Regions from separate parts of the Mus musculus genome. Here region 1 is linked to region 2. The links are chromatin contacts, called in public Micro-C maps. All regions are on one chromosome and are shown on one strand. Each heading gives the region's core, a stretch centred on a gene start, on an enhancer-like site or on the middle of the called end of the contact. The rest is flanking DNA. Distances are from core to core; before and after follow the strand shown.

Region 1 (5,322 bases), core at 2,132-4,631, 200 kb before region 2:
CAGAAGCCTTGCCTGGTGAGCTTGGAGAGAGAAGACCTATGTGTCTGGAGGGTGTGAACAAGCAGAGCGGAGCTCTGTCAAGTAGCTCCATGAACTGTACCTACCATTGTGCTCACCCCATCTGGTCTGCATTTCTCCACGGCTCCCAGACAGCCTGAGACCACACCCCGTTTGCCCAGCCCCTCCAGCGCACCACCACAACCTCTATATCCCACACCTCATTTGGGCCAGATCCAAAGAGCCCAGGGAAAACTGGTTACAGATCCTATCCCAGTGTCTGAGAGTGTTAGGGAACCAAGTCTCCAGCCACAGAAGCAAAGACTATTCCCAGCCCCTCCTCCTGCATACCGTGACATCCCCTCATATGGACTGACCCATTAAACCCCGGGAACCACAGGGCTTCTCCTACCTGTGCCCCTTCTTACCTCCTCTTGCTTTTCCAGAAAATATGACCTGACAGACGTCCCAAACCTTAAGATGACCACTCAGTGAGTAAGCTAACTGGACTAGTAAATGTTGCAGGATTTTGAGTGTGGTCAGGGCCGTGGCCCCCAAGATGGAAGACCCTTAAAAAGCCCAAGAAGCTGAGGATGTAATTCAGTTGGCATAGGATTTGCCCAGTATGCACAGGGCCTGAGTTCAACTCCTAGACCTGCATAAGAACAGCCAAGAACTGGGTATGGTGGCACAGGCCTCCATCTCTTTTTGAGTTTGAGGCTGGCATGATCTACACTGCAAGTTCCAGGCGAGCCACAAATGCAGAACTGGGACCCTGCCTCAAAAACCAAATCCCTTTGGGTGGGTGGCATGACTCAGCAAGTAAAAGCCTTTGCTGTGCAAATCTGTTGACTGCATTCAATCTCCAGATCTCACAGGGGGAAGAGAGGAGATTCCTAAGAGTTAGCCTCTGACCTACATGTTCTTGTCAGCATATTCATTCTCTCTCTCTCTCTCTCTCTCTCTCTCTCTCTCTCTCTCTCTCTCTCTCTCTCTCTCCACACACACACACACACACAAAGAGAGACAGACAGACAGACAGACAGACAGACATAGTGGTACCTATAATGAAGATATCTGTAATCCCCTGCACTGATGAGGTGTAGCTAAGGGGATGAGAAGTTTAACCATCCATGGCCACACTGAGAATCTGAGGCTAACATGTGCTACAAGAGACCCTGTCCCAAAAGTAGCAGCAACAAAGCCAAAGAAATAATGTAATGGAGAAGCAGAGAAGATAATAGTTGTGCAAAAAGCAACCCAGGGCCCCTCTGCTGAGTCCAGCAGATACACGGGTCACTGCCTGAATGAGGCAGATCACAGCCCAAGATGAGCAGTACCTCCCCAGTGGCTGCTCCTCTCCCACCTCCCTCCCTCAGCCCAGGTCCTGTGACTGGAGATACCACCATGGTATCAGGTGGTAACTTTCAGAGGCTCAGTGCATGCATGTGATGGGTTGAAGGGACATTACCTGAGAAGCTGCCACCAGAGAGCTATAGCCAAGTGAAGAAGACACTAGGCTATACAGTCCCGAATCCCAGACAGGCCACTTAGCTTACTCCACACTTCTGAGCAAATCCAGAGCAGCAAACCACAGAGGATAACCCTGAGTAGGGTGGGGCCTCGGGTCCCTCCCTTCCCCAGCATCCTCTGCACACTTCCACATGGATCCTGAAGCTGTGCTGTGTCCTGAACGCTCCCTCCTCCCATGCTGAGAACATCAGTGTTCCCGAGAACCTCTCCTCGGGTAGTACTGACCCTTAGAGGTCTCGAGCTTGTTCTCTCCCAAACCCGTTAAGACCGGTCTTAGTGCAAAAGGCAGAGTTAGCAAACGGGAGTACAGAAGAACCCGGGAAACAGTCAGTGTGCCACCCGCACTGACTCTCCAGGTTATCATGGCTCAGCTCGGGCTTGCAGAAGAGGCAAGCCAATATAGCCCCATTTCCCTACATGAAGGAGCAGGGGGCCCTCGATGCCTGCAGGAGGCGGTGGGCGGAGCCTGTGGGTAGTCACACCAGAAGGGAGGAACCAGAATCTGACCATCCACCAGGACATACTGCTGTACCTGGGGTAGTGCTCCCCACATTCCACTGCTGCATCCCAAGTCCTCCTGTATGTAGAAAGGACAGCTACAGAAGGGTGTATTCCAGTCCCCACCCTTGGGCTAAACCAAAGAGCAGAGTCTCCCTCCTCAAAGCCCAGACCTAACTTTCTTCAGACTCCAGCAGCTATAGAGGGCTCCCTGATGCAGGGTGAGGGAGAGATTCTTAGGGGTGGAAAGGCACTTTCTAGAACACTTCTGGAAACCTGGAGGCCCTTCCAAAATATACTTGACTAGTGGTCAGATAATTACCAGTACTTACCCAGAGTTATAGCAGGGAATGGACAGACACGAAGGGATGATAAAGTGACTGAGCTCCAAGTATCTCTAAGGCTGCCAAGTAGCTCCACCGGGATTATATTGATATAAACCATAATAATATATGGATATATATTAGTAGCTTAGTGGTAGAATACTCGTTTAGTACATTTGAGGCTTCAGGTTCAATTCCCTGACCCTCTAAAAAGGAAAGTCTACCTGCCCAGTTATCTCACTCGCTTGAAACTACTTTCAAGATAGGATCATGCCTCGCTGAGTCCCTTGGCCACCCAACAGGAGAACAGAGTTTTCTCTGAGATTTTCTAATTCCTGCGACCCTTGGCTATAGATGGCCTCTCCTTCGAGGGTCGCTGTGCCCAGGAAATCAAGGCTATTTCCCTAACAGGCTTGTTTTAGACCCAGTGCCCAGGATTCTACCCTACTCATCCTGGGTTCTAAGAAAGCACAGTCCAAGGCACACACCGACGAGGCGCGGACCAGCAGGGACGCTCACCGGTACCAGGCGAGGCCGCGATCATAGCACCTGTCGAAGAAGTGGGGTTCAGAGCCAAGTGCACGGACGTCGGGGTGCAACCGCAGGAACTCCAGCAATGCGCGCGTGCCGCCTTTCTTCACACCCACAATGAGCGCCTGAGGAAAGCGCCGGCGCCCCGGGCCGCTGGCCACCGGCAGGCCGGGTGCTCTCAGACGGAGGGAGGTGTGGGGCGGCTCGGCGGGTGCAGGAACCGGAGCAGGGGCGCGGGCGGCAGGTGGACAGCGGCCGGGGAGGGCGAAGAGGCAGTAGGCGCTTAGCAACAGAACTACGAGCGCCAGCGGAGCACGGAGAGCACGCAGTGCAGTCCCCTGGCCCGTCCCCGCACCCTGGAGGTCACCGGCCCCGCCGCCCAGGCCACCGCTACCTGCCATGGGGTCGCTTCGCGCTCAGGCTCGGGAGCGGGAACCGCAGACAGGTGCGCATCCCGGCTATAGTGCGTCGCCCGCTCAACCCCAGGGCGCCCGGCTTCTGGGTTGAGCTCCGCAGCCTCGCAACCCTGGAGCCGGAGAGGGGCGGGGCGGGGCGGGGCGGGGCGGGGCGGGGCGGGGCGGGGCCGAGACGCCCCTCCCCAGCCCTCGCCTGGGACTAGCGACTCCAGCTAACTTCCAGAGCGACCAGGAGCTATCCCAGCTACCCCAACACTCCTCCTGAGCTGGTCTCCGGTTCGCTTGGCTCCAAAGTCTTCGCTCTTACACTACGGGAATGCGTGGCGCGGAGGGACACAAGACTGGGCGAGTGGGAATCCCCGTTCTGTCCTTTAAAAGTCTATCTCTGCCCCTTTGGACCAGGGCGACAGGTGTGCGGCCTCAGCCCCTGTTTCCCGGAGCCAGGGCCTCATCACCGGAGGACACCGTGTCCAGGAATCGCCTGTGCAGGAAGGATGGAGCCAGGCATACATCCGGCGCGGAAAGGGTCCCCATGCATCTTTGAGCCTGTGACAGGAATGCTTGTTGCATTACTTGCCAACAGTCCACCTAGCCATTCATTAGGGTGGGAGCCCTGCCCTGTGGAGAGAGCTTGTCCGATAGTCGGGCCACCATTTTAAAGTCCTTGTATCAAATAGAGCTGGCCTCCCCAAGATGTCAGTGATCCCTTCGGGAAATTGCAAAGCGGTGACACGCCCCCTCGCCCCCCAGGAGTGAAAAGGCCTGTACTAGGAGGCAGGGGAGGCATCTGGGTTCTGTCTGTGGAGCTTCCTCTGAGCATAGTGAGATTCCCGGGGCCCTCACATGTGTGAAACCTACCAGACACTGCAGAAACTTCTCACCCACCCACCCACCCCCACCCCACCCACCCACCCCCACCCCACCCCCGCGCCTCCATGTCCTGTTCCTGGCTCACCGAGTCTACAAAGCTGCTTACTAGGAATGCAGAGGAGGAAAGACTCCATCCAGGATGCCGAATAAGTTGCCCTGACCAGGGAAAAGGTAACGGCGCCTCTTCTTTCTGCCTCTGTCCGACTTTCCTGGCTGCCCAGTCTAGTCCCTGCCCCAGTACCCTTACTCAGCCTCTGCCCTCGGCTCTGTTTATTAATCAGCAGTCCGTGGGTCTCATGGCATCTGAACAAGTCTCACACTGCAGGCTGCCTCTGAGGGACAGAAAACTCCAATGACCCACAGACATTTAGTTCCCACCCTGAGGGCAGCTAGGTACAAGGGGGACATGCACCACCCAAAACTAGTCCCAGACACCAGAGCTACATTTGCTTGTCAGGGCAAGCTGGTGCCAGCAGCCCTGTGGGCGGGTTTTTAGTCCAGCACTGTCTGGGAAGCATGTTAGTACATGTAGGGACCTAGGAAGTTCTTCTTCGGATCTAGCTGTAAATGGGATTTGTTGAAGACAAGCTGGTTCTCCTCTGAGCACTCCCAGGGAGGTCCCATACTGCCCGATTACACCTTCACAGTCTGAGTTGTCACCACTTGAGACTTAGTCCCTGGTAATCCCCCCATCTCCTCAGTGCTGGCTAAGTTCCTACCTCCTGCTGGTGATTTCCTCTGCAGGATGCCTTTCCACAGGGCAGAAGACTCTCCAGGAGACACTGGCCCGGAGCAGCTGAGAGTTTGGAAGCTGACTCTCTTTCTCCATCTTCCCTCTGGCTCTCTTGGCGGGAAGGGGTACAAATCTGGAGATCCCCCTGATGGCACCCATTCCCAAGCTCTCCAAAACTCCTAACATGGTGCTGGCATGCAGAGACTACTCAATACATACTGATTAGAGAGGAGAGGGTAGAAAAGGCATTCTGGAGGTGATGGCCAGATAAGAAGTTAACCAAATTCAGGCAGAAGAGGGAGTGGTAATGGCTGCTCAGCAGAACACAACAGCCAGAGAGATTGGAATGGGAATGCAAGCTCATCTTGCAAGGAGATAGGAGAGGAGAAGGGCCTATTAAAGTCCCTTCCTCTGGCCCATG
Region 2 (5,369 bases), core at 1,230-3,729:
TTGGGCACCTAAGCACTAGCCTAAGGTTGCTGTCTGTGTCCTTGGTCCTCAGAGAAAACCATCTATCTGATCTGCAGTAGTCTACAGAATGGACAACCTACTGGACACAAACTGACCTTGAGAAGCAGTAGGGGGAACTCAACACCTGTCCCTGAGGCCTCAGCCGGTTAAGTCTCTTAGAAGCAGTGTTGGAGGTAGAAATAAAAATGTGAATTCTTTACCCATCTGTCCACACATGAGGTCTATCAGATGTCTCTTCCCACAATGTGAGGGGCTAATATCTTGAGAACCGTATGAAGTCAGTCAAGCTATTAGCTCTCAGAAAACCCCTTGTACCAAACCCAGGGCAACCGCTCAAGCTTCACTGCCGAGCAGAGCCCACAGACTTGTAGGCTCTCATCTTTCATTCCCTAGACAGCTCCTGGGAGGTCAGCAGAGGGTGAAGAAGGAGCCAACAGGAGCTGGACCTGACTCCTACAGATACCAGGTAGCAGAGAGAAAGAAGTGCCCTCATTCATAGCATCCATAAATCTGGATCAGATGCAATTCTGTGGATCCTATTAGATAGCAAAAGGGGATCCATCTCCAGAGACAGCTGCACCACAAATGCTACAGTGGTCAAGGAACACAATCATAGGAACCCAAATCTCAGCTCCATACTAGGGTGAAGTCACCAAGCCCATTATAAAAACCAGTGAAAGGGACCATTTCTACTTTAACAAGTTCCTGAGGGAATTGCAGCAAGAACTACTGTGGCTGAAGTGCCCAGGAAGTCTAAGAGGTTGGAATCAGCCGGGCAGTGGTGGTGCACACCTTTAATCCCAGCACTCGGGAGGCAAAGGCAGGCGGATTTCTGAGTTCCAGGACAGCCTGGATTACAGAGTGAGCTCCAGGACAGCCAGGGCTATACAGAGAAACCCTGTCTTGGGGGAAAAAAACAAAAACAAAACAAAACAAAACAAAAAAAAAACCGGTTGGAATCAGTTAATCCTGAGACAAATTACTGCAGTCTGCAATCTCCTCTTAACATTTTTGATCCAACCCTGGTTGCCAACACTGCAAAGGTCCAAACCTAAGCTATGATGTCTAGGCTGTGATACCTTGAAAATACATCGCATCTCCAAGCTTCTTTCCTCACCTGTAAAACAGAGGTCTGGCTCTACGCCAGAGAACTGGACTAAGAATTAAGTGTGATAATCTATAAAAAGAGACTAGTTAAGCCTGGTTCAAGATGTTGATCTCTCAGTGAGATTTGCCTGTTACTTTCAGAAGGCAAAACTGCCGAAATGGCAAATGTTTTAACCCCTCCTGGCAATTTCCCCTCCCTAAGTACCACTAGAGGCCCACATCCATCACACCCTCTACTCCCTAACACTTCTCCAGCAGTCACTATGTGTGGCCAACCTCAGGCCAGGCCGCTGGACCAACCTTTTGTCCCTTAAACATAGTCAATTCTTACACATCCATAAAATTCTTGTCGAGACTCTTCCCCTAGAGGCCAGCTCTGAGCCCCAACAGAAATCTCCAACCCCAGGATACACCTCAATTAGTCTCTAATTAACGTTTATTCCGCAACCTCCTACCACGCCCCACGCACTGTTGTAGCTCCTGTTTGAGGAGCCCCGCAACGTAAAACGTCAGTCTTCGTAGGAACTGGGATTTTTGGCTACTCTTCTGGGTCACGCCGGCTGAGGTCCAAGGTTTTCCTTATTTAGTCGGGCCGACATCCCTGCTGGAGCCTCGCCCTAGGAGCGGCCAGGCCCCGCTGCGTCTTGCGGCCCGAGCTCAGGACCGCGCCCACGCTCTGCGGCCGACAGCCCGGCAAAGCTCCAGAAGGGCTCTATCTACCTCAGCCCTGCTCCCGCCGGACCCAGTCATGATGCTCTAGCCAGGCCGCCCGCCGCCATGGCAACCGCCTGCCCGCCTGCACTGCCTCGGCGCAGCTACTCACAGCGCGGTGGCGTCAGCCGGGATGCGCAGACTCGGCCCTAGCGTCTGCAGCCAGCGGCCGGAGCAATTGACGCGGCAGGCGGCGTCGGGCGCAGGGCCGCAAAAGCAGGGGAGCGGGCAAGGCCCGCAGCCGCGCCCAGGGTCTCCGGCCAGCGCTCCGAGCCACAGGCCCAGGCCTAGGGCCAGCGCCAGGAGAGCAGGCGCGCCGAGCGGCATCGTCAGCGCAGCCCGCGCATGGCCCCGGTTCCCCGAGGCCCCTTGCGCCGGCAGCCGCAGTTCAGGAGGGGCCCGCGGACCTCATGGTGCGGCACGGGGCTGAATGCCGCGGCGGCCGTGGCCCGTCTGCGGTGCGACAGCTGCTCAGCGCTCTGGGGCAGGCCGCACCTCAGGGCCTTGGCCGCCTGCTCGCGCATTCGCGCTGCACTGCAGACCCAGCGCCAGCTCCTCCTCCTCCCCCACCTCCGGCGTGGGGCGGGGCGCCCTCAGACTCCGCCCCTGCGCTTCCAAGTTGGCTGTAGGTGGGACTGGATGAAGAGAAGGCCTTCACAGGCTCCGCCCTCTTCATTGCAGATCCTGCAGTAGGCGGGGCCTGAAGGAAGGGCGCCCTCAGAGGCTCCGCCCAGTGAGCGTGAGCCTTGGTGGGCGGGGTCTCACGGGAGGGGAGTCCTCCGGAGGCCCCGCCTTCTGCACCGCTGGGTCTGCTGCAGACCAGGCTTGAAGGTGGAGGAAGCTCCGCCCCCTCTGCTGCGGCGTTTCGAGCCCCGAGTCAGGCTGCGGTTTGAGCAGCTGCCCGCTTAGGCTGTCCCCTACCCACAACGGCTGGAGAGCTTATGGCTATTCACCCTGCTTTCCCGAGTTCCCCCTTGAAGTCCTCTGGCTGTTGAGGCCTTCTTGGAGTCAGTAGGTTTCTTCGCTCCTAGCCTTCTGCAATCAACAGTCACAATATTAAAAACACTAGTAGGTGCAGAAGAGAGGGCTCAGCACTGGGTGGTGGTGGCAAAGACTTTAATCCCAATACTCGGGTGGCAGAGGCAGGTGGATCTCTGAGTTCAGAGCCCAGCTTGGTCTACAGAGTGAGTTCCAGGACAGCTAGGGATATACCGAGAAACCCTGTGGAGGTGGGGGGTCGGTTAGCGGATAAAGGAAGCCTAATCAGCTGAGTCCTCTCCCGAAATCCACGTACACAAATCCAACTTATACAAAGTTGTCCTCTGGCCGCAACACCCTGGCCATAGCATGCGCTCTACACTGATAATAAATTAAAAAAACAAAACAAAACAAAAAACCCTGCGACCTACAGTTTCTGGGTGCCAGCTGTGCGAGCTTCCACTTCGCAAGTCTTCTCTGACCCTGGAGAGTACCGCCGACCTGAGTCAATAAATACTTGCTGCGTCATATCATGGACCTCTGCCAGAGCATGCTGCAGAGGCTCAGAAGTGATGCATGAGATTGAGCTCACCTGGAGTGGGTGCAGTTTAGCGCCGTGCCCTCCACCACTCCGCGCAGACCACCCTGCGGAGGTGCTGGGGAGACGCTGTACCACCCGCCCACCCGCCAAGCAGCTCCATCTCAGGCTTCAGTCTCCAGGTACTGTAGATCCTTGTGCGCAGGAGCTAAAGACAAAATTAAATTGAGAGAAAAGACTCCAACCATAGCACCGGGGAGTAATCCTTGAAAAAAATGTTTAGACGTCCAAATACCAAGAACTACACAGGAAATATTCAAAAAGGGAAAGAAAAATTAAATTAAAAAGGGAGAGAAAAGTCCACAAAGACAGGAAGTTGATGAGTGCCTTGAGACTGGAGGAAAGGGGTGGGACGTTCTTTGGGGCCAATAAGCATGTTTGTTCCGTAATTAGACGAGTGAATGAACAGCCTTATTAAATATATTGAAACGCACAGAAGCCGGGTGAGGTGGCACACGCCTTTAATCCCAGTACTCAGGAGGCAGGGGCAGGCAGATTTCTGAGTCCAAGGCCAGCCTGGTCTACAGAGTGAGTTCCAGGAAAGCCAGGGCTACACAGAGAAACCCTGTCTCGAAAAACAAACAAACAAACAAAACCAACTCACAGAGCATGCATGGTAGCATGCGCTTCTCAGGCCAGTACTCTAGAGTGAGAGGTTCCTAAAAGCTCCTGACCAGACTACTTAATTAATTTCTCACAGGACTTCCAAGGACACCCTTTTAACCTCTCTCAGCTCCTTCATGGATGAGAATAACAAATACCCATACAAAAAACATAACTTTTTTTTTAATTTTCTGAGGCAGGGTTTGACTGTATAGTGGTCCTGGATGTCCTACAACTCATTCTGTAGACCAGGCTGGCCTTAAACTCACAGAGATCATCTACCTACCTCTGCCTCCTGAGAGCTGGGATTAATGAGTAGTGACACCAGGCTTGGCTTAAATATTCTTAAAAACAATACTAGATATCACGCTTGGGGAATCGTATCTCAATTTTATGTTAGTATGTGTGTGCATGTGTGTGTTCATGCATGCAGGTTCGGACAACATCTCACTAGATAGCCCTAGCTGGCCTGGAGCTCAGATATGAACCTGCTTTTGCCTCCAGATTAAAGGCATGCTCTCCCCCACATCTAACTCATTTGGGGTTTTTTGTTTTGTTGTATTTTTCTCACACTGTAGCCCAGGCTCGGCCTCAGACTTAAGACAATTCCTGCCTCAGCCTCCTGAATGTTGGGGTTACAGGTTTAAACCATCATATCTGATTAACAGTTATGCTTTACAGATAAGGCAAGTTTTGTGTTTTTTTTTTTTAATTTTTAGACAATATTTCACCATGTAGCCCTGGCTGATCCCTATGTGAACCAGGCTGACCTTGAACTCACAGAAACCTACCTCCCTCTGCCTTTAGAGTGCTGGAACTAACGGTGTACACCACTTCACACAGCAATAGTTTTGTTTTTGTTTTGTTTGTTTTTTGAGACAGGGTTTCTCTGTATAGCCCTGGCTGTCCTGGAACTCACTTTGTAGACCAGGCTGGCCTCAAACTCAGAAATCCGCCTGCCTCTGCCTCCTGAGTGCTGGGATTAAAGGCGTGTGCCACCACTGCCCGGCTGTTGTTTTTCAAGACAGGGTTTCTTTGTGTAGCCAGGCTGGCCTCAAACTCACAGAGATCTTCCTGCCTCTGCTGGGATTAAAGGCATATACCACCAAATTATATATATATATAATTTATTTTATAGGGCTAGGCACAGTGGTGGCACACTCTGTAACCCTAACACTGGTGAGGCAAAGGAAAGATCTGAGTTTAAAGCCAGCCTGGTCAACATAGCTGACTCCTGGCCAGCCAAGGCTATATAGTGAGACATCTCTCAAAAAATATCTTTTTAAGCCGGGCGTGGTGGCACACATCTTTAATCCCAGCACTTGGGAGGCAGAGGCAGGCAAATTTCTAA

The links. Hi-C and Micro-C count contacts between places; a contact is called where the count stands out from the background.
Region 1: a Micro-C map of embryonic stem cells shows a contact between it and region 2, with 5 times the contacts expected there. The contact joins the promoter of Hs3st6 here to the promoter of Pkd1 in region 2. A contact is called at or near these places in 1 of 484 Hi-C or Micro-C datasets (embryonic stem cells), 1 of 115 datasets of contacts at active chromatin or transcription factors (pancreatic cancer cells) and 2 of 9 other capture datasets (adipose tissue and pancreatic islet).

The regions. Positions count from the first base shown.
Region 1 is chr17:24,751,047-24,756,368 of GRCm38.p6, reverse strand. It overlaps Hs3st6 (heparan sulfate (glucosamine) 3-O-sulfotransferase 6), which reads right to left and starts at 3,381. Exons shown (of 2, transcript NM_001012402.2): 1 at 2,871-3,381. The coding sequence starts at 3,283.
Region 2 is chr17:24,547,060-24,552,428 of GRCm38.p6, reverse strand. Pkd1 (polycystin 1, transient receptor poteintial channel interacting) reads right to left here and starts at 2,479. Exons shown (of 46, transcript NM_013630.2): 1 at 1,952-2,479. The coding sequence starts at 2,166. LOC115488769 (a long non-coding RNA gene) reads right to left here and starts at 1,945. Exons shown (of 2, transcript XR_003952238.1): 1 at 1-1,945.